Regions from separate parts of the Oryzias latipes genome. Here region 1 is linked to region 2. A link is a contact called in public Hi-C data. All regions are on one chromosome and are shown on one strand. Each heading gives the region's core, a stretch centred on a gene start, on an enhancer-like site or on the middle of the called end of the contact. The rest is flanking DNA. Distances are from core to core; before and after follow the strand shown. Region 1 holds the start of naaa (N-acylethanolamine-hydrolyzing acid amidase). Region 2 holds the start of c5h1orf50.

Region 1 (2,700 bases), core at 58-2,557, 140 kb before region 2:
TATGTCCAACACAAAAGGCTTTCATCTTTTCATCTGCTTGCTTAGCTGTTGGACAGGAAAAGTTAAAAAAATATATATTTCACCATCTGTGACTCAGTTTCTGGCATTTCAAAATAAGAGTTTCTGGTCTGTCACTTGTGCATTTTTTTAAACACTGCAAGAAAAGCAAAGAGTTACGGAAAGCCTCAGTTATAAATTGTCTTTTTGAAAAAAAAATTTTTTTTAAATGATTGTTGCTAAGAGCAGAAAGTTTCTTCTTTGAAAGGTTCAAGTTTTGAAAGAGGCATCAGAATAATTTTACAAAAACTGTCTTCACATGTGACCAAAGTGGAGATTCCTGAGGCCCTGCGTCAGGCTGGCGACCCGTCCCGGACTGGATGGATGGAGATGCCTGATCATAAACACACCAAACTTCCTTTAAGCGCTCAAGCACGGCGGTGGAGGGTTGATAATTTGGACCTTTCTGAAACCAGGTTAAAGTGTCTACTTTTGTAACTTTTATCATAAAAATAAAGAAGTGTGAAGTTTGAGGATTAGAATGACAACAAAAGTGAGGTTTTATCTTTATTTTTGAAAGGTTCACTAAAAATGTAAAAGCATATAAGAGTGAGATACATATTTATATATGCAATCACAACCGTTTTTGTGGAGCTCTATAACATCATCTATTACATTTTATTTCTATAGTTTTCGCATTAAGGAATGTTGTTGGGCGGACTGTGATTGCACTGTACATTTATCTACTTCTGCATTTTAACTCATTAAATGTTCTGGAACAAGGAAGCCTATAAAAAGCTTACATTTTTATTTGGTTAATTAAAGTTCCTGTTTAAATATTTTTTGATGCTAATTTACATTTAATAAATAAATCTATTTATTCAAATGTACTTAGTTAAATCTGCATTCAGAACACAATCTGGAAGGTAATTATAATACTGAATGACCAGAAAAACAATTAAGGTTAAAGCTAATATTACATATACTAAAAGTGCTGGGTGTTTGCAGGATAAACAGTTCCTTTTTTATATTTTAAAAGTTCGTTTTATTTGTTGTAATAGTTTTTAACGGATTAGGAATGAAAACTAAACTTACTCGATTATTGCTGCTGCCGCTTTGTTCAGGTAAGCTACGTCAAAAACTTTGAGCAGCGGTTTCCATCGCTCCTCTGGCTCCTCATCCAGGCTGATGCTCACCGTTGGAGGGGCAACCTGAGCCCGGCATGGGGGGCCCAGCAGCGGGAGCAGCAGCAGCACGACGGTCCACTCCATCGCAACCAATCCAGTTCCTGCTGACCGCCGGACAGCTGCTGGGAAAAGCGAGGTCTAAACTTCCCGTGAAGATTTTCACAATAAAACAAAACCAACACCCCCAACACTTTTTGAGGCTCGCCTGTTTTTGAAGGCTGTCACTTTCAGTGGTAGTATTATATTGTATTTTGCATTTATTTAAAATATATGGAAATTTAAAAACTTAAAAAATACAGGATTCTCGTATCAAAGTGTTCAATCGAGTTAACAAAGGAGCCGTGCTTTTATTTTGAATGTTGTCACAGCGGAAGTTATTGAAGGGAACAAGGAGGAGAAAATGAAACAAAAATGATCACCAGAGATAACGTTTAGAAGTTAAAACAAATTAAAGTTCACAAAAACAATTTTTTTAAAGAGAAAAAAAAATAATGAAACAAAATCCGAATGATCCGCCAGTGTTTTAGCACAGTCGATGTATTTGAGTGAATTCAATTTACCAGGAAGTTCGTTGAGAGGGATTTTCCCTGGCTTTTCCTTTATTATTAAAAACAAACTTCTCAAAATCCAATAAACAAACAACCACAACAAAAAAACGTTTTTATCTATTTAATTTAAAGAAAACGAAGAAATAATTGTTTAATTATAGGGCAATAAAGTTTGTGGTGTAAACCTTTATTCTGATTACAATTTTGGAATTCACTCTATTAACAAATATATGAATTTGAGGCTTACAGAGAAAAAAAGGATCAGGAAACATGCTTTTGCTCTAGTTTTCAGATTATAGCCAAATCTGAACACAAAAGCACGCACAAACACACACCACTGCCTCATTCCTCAGGGATTTATCCTCTTATAAAGGATCAGAATCACTGCTTACTGATAAAGATAACCTTTCATGAACATTTCTGACAGGTTTTTTTTGTAAGAATTCCTAAAAAAAAAAAAAAGCTAAATATTCCCAAATATTGTCATGCCTATTCAGAGGTCAAACAAATAGCGCCACAGTTGTGTTAGATCCACAGAGGGGTCACTGTGCAGAGGCATCTCAGTCGCTGTCCTTTCTGTAAAACAAACGTTCTGTCTTCCTGCTTCAACAAGGTCAACCCATCATTTCTGACCTTGGTGAAATGCTCTTTGTCTTGTGACTGCCCTCTAGTCATAATTTTTGAACATTGGGGTCACTGTTTTCTGCAATCATGGTTAAAAATGTCACTTTAGGGAACACCGCATCTTTCCACGCTCAATGAGTCCATTTCATTCATTTCCCACTCGTTTTCATCTTAGGAAGAATCTTTTTTGTTCCAGTGAAATTGGAGCAAAACGACAGCCTCCATCCAGATGGCAGTGTGTCCTTGAGTTAGGTAATACATTTATCACTGTGTCTGCATGTGTTTTGACTAGGAAAAAGTTGAGCACCTTTTAGAAATCAGTTATGCTTTTTTAGCTTCATAAA
Region 2 (2,767 bases), core at 137-2,636:
GTACTTCTGTCCAGATGGACGCTGGTAGAGGAAATACATGTTCCCCGGCTTCTTTACAATGTTGCAGGCGGCGTGGTGGAGGTCTGCGTCTCTTTTTGCTTCTTCCAAAACCTGACGGCAGAAACGAGTGAGATCCAAGAGGGTTGAGATGTGTGCGCTCCCAGATTGATCTGGTGCAGTTGTACCTTCCTGGCCTGCTCCTGCAGATATCTGATCTGGTCTGCAATCACTGTCAGCTTGTTGCAAGCGTTGGCTTTAACAAACTCGTCTCCCTAGGAAGATTTAAAAAAAAGAAAATCAAACCCCGTATTTAAGGTGTTACTTGGATTATATGCGTCAGTGACATGAGGGGTGAAAAGACACACACCTTCTGTACTTGTCCTGCCAGAGCCACCAGATCCATGGGGTCTCCCACTCTGTTGGTCTGGTAGGAGCTGACCAGTTCCAGCCCACTGGGTGCCGGGTTTCTCTCAACCAGAGTGACTACAACACAAGGAAGGTTACATGATAGAAAACTAATGTTGCAGCCACAAGTCTCTTTCTTTAGTTATTCCACTGTAAGTACAGGACACGCATAGTACCAATTTATAATGTAATATAAATTGGTACTATGCGTGTCCTGTACTTACAGTGGAATAACTAATGAATATATGAAAGCAAAAAAGGAAGTGAATTTAAATTAATTCTCAATAGAAATGGTTAGGTTAGCATTATCGAGTAATTATTTTCTGACTTTAATTGTTTTCTACTTTTTCTTGTTTGTTTTATCTTTGTCTGTTGGAACATTAGTGTTAAGATCTCTGCTTCTGTCAAGCGCCAGTTTTTCAAAATAAGAGCTCGGATCTGCGTTGAAGGAAATTCTAACAGATTGTTGGTTACATTTTAATTATTGTGTGTTTGTGACACTTCACAAAACCTACCCACATATAAATGACATTAGTGGTTGTAGGAGGGGCGTCTCAACGGATATGGGAACATTTTGTCCATCAACATTCAAACAAAGATCATAAATGAAACAAAATCCGGATCCACAAACACGAAAATTTAAAAGACTCAGCTTGTGTGGTAGAAAGTATATGTGAAAACAGCAACATAAAGATAAAGTAATAACAGAATAACGATGCTTAAAATAAAAAAATGTAATTACTGTTTAGCTATTTTAATCGTATAATGGTTAACAAAATTCACAAGAAAAAAACGACAATCAATTGGTACCTTTAGTTGTGTTCTCAGGCTGGTTCGGTAGACTAACCGTCCTCTCCATTTTATGTTTAATCGCTATTGAACTCCTCTTCACTACCGAAAACGAGATTTATAGGGCTGCTCTTCGTTCTCCACTCACCGGTTTAGTAACGTGCTGAAAATACTGTGGCCACCACCCTTTTTTCTTGGCTTAGTAGGACACATATGTGCCTGTACGAAATCAAAGCAAATAAACTTTTCTTTCAATTTAGGCTTTTTTTATATTGTTTGTTTTTACCCCAGTTATAAATTATAATCAATAATCAATGAAAAGTTAAAAAAAATTATATCAGCCCCAATAAAACGTTTTTTTCCCTTTTCAGGCATAACTTTGGACCCCTAAATCCCCAAACCCAGGTTACAGCTGATATATTTGTTACATGTTGGAGTTACAGCATCGCACGTGTCATAGCTTAGTTGTTTTTACCCCCCCCCCCCCCATGAGTATTTAAATAACTGGATCCTAACCAACAGAAGATTGTTCGTTTGTCACATTTCTTAAAGCTTTAAACCTGTGTAAAATATCTGAAATTTTAGGATTACAATCCTAAAATGTGTACTATAATTCAGTAAATGATCTACGCTTGGGGTTGATTGACAGCATGTTATTGCTCCAGTACAGGTTTGGGTAATGGGGCACCAGGAAGTTTTTGCGGTTAAAAAAAGTTTAAATAAATAAATGAATCATTTTGAATCAATAAAAAAGCTATTTTAATTTTTTTTTTTAACAAAAACAGGTAAGCCTACATGTAAAAACACTGAAAAATGGTACCTAAAATGATAACATAAGTCATACCTTAAAGAAAAATAACACGTCATATTATCTTACTTAGACTGACAAGCCTTTCCATTAGAATCACCTTAACTCATTTAGTTTTACATGATTTTCCCACTTTAAGATCAACAAAGTCTCTTATCCTCATATTTTACCTTAGCTTTAAACTTTAATTAAAAAAAGAGGCTTAAGGACGACATGTAACACTATTGCCATTACTAAAAAGTCAAAATAAATTCTTACATTTACTAACATATGTCACATTTGTTGCTAGTATAACAAGTGGTAACATTTATTTGCATTTAGAAAAGTAAAGTTTCACGCCCATAAGAAAATTTATTTTTACCAAAAACATGCAAATAACATTTTTGTATACAAGTTATTTTTGAGTATGGATAAAAATTTCTAGTGATCGGAGTTTTTTTTAAAGAAATTAAATAGTAAAAAAGAAATATTAAAAGGGGAAAAAAGCACTTTTCATTAAACATGATGATGGGACAGGGCGTCATGTAAACACAAACGTTTAGTTATGTAAATGTGGGTAAATGGACGTTTCAAAATGTAACTTGATGATTTGGGGGTGTGCACTGAGTGTCCAACCCCACCTCCTGCAGCAAGCCCCGGCCTGAGCGCTGACACCTCCCCACCAGCTCCCCTCTCGGTTCCAGCCGCTCGGCCCGGACGTTTCCCACCATGGAGCTCCGCTCCGCGCTCTTCCTCCTCTGCCTCGCCGCGCCGCTCTGCAGGTCG

Evidence for each region. Hi-C and Micro-C count contacts between places; a contact is called where the count stands out from the background.
Region 1: a contact with region 2 is called in a Hi-C map of gastrula embryo, with 2.1 times the contacts expected there. The contact joins the promoter of naaa here to the promoter of c5h1orf50 in region 2. A contact is called at or near these places in 3 of 5 Hi-C or Micro-C datasets (embryo, fibroblasts and gastrula embryo).

The regions. Positions count from the first base shown.
Region 1 is chr5:24,603,677-24,606,376 of ASM223467v1, reverse strand. It overlaps naaa (N-acylethanolamine-hydrolyzing acid amidase), which reads right to left and starts at 1,307. Exons shown (of 11, transcript XM_004069054.4): 1 at 1,093-1,307. The coding sequence starts at 1,268.
Region 2 is chr5:24,468,085-24,470,851 of ASM223467v1, reverse strand. c5h1orf50 reads right to left here and starts at 1,386. Exons shown (of 5, transcript XM_004069050.4): 1 at 1,216-1,386; 2 at 368-483; 3 at 186-272; 4 at 1-111. The coding sequence starts at 1,264. It overlaps p3h1 (prolyl 3-hydroxylase 1), which reads left to right and starts at 2,662. Exons shown (of 15, transcript XM_004069200.3): 1 at 2,662-2,767. The coding sequence starts at 2,711.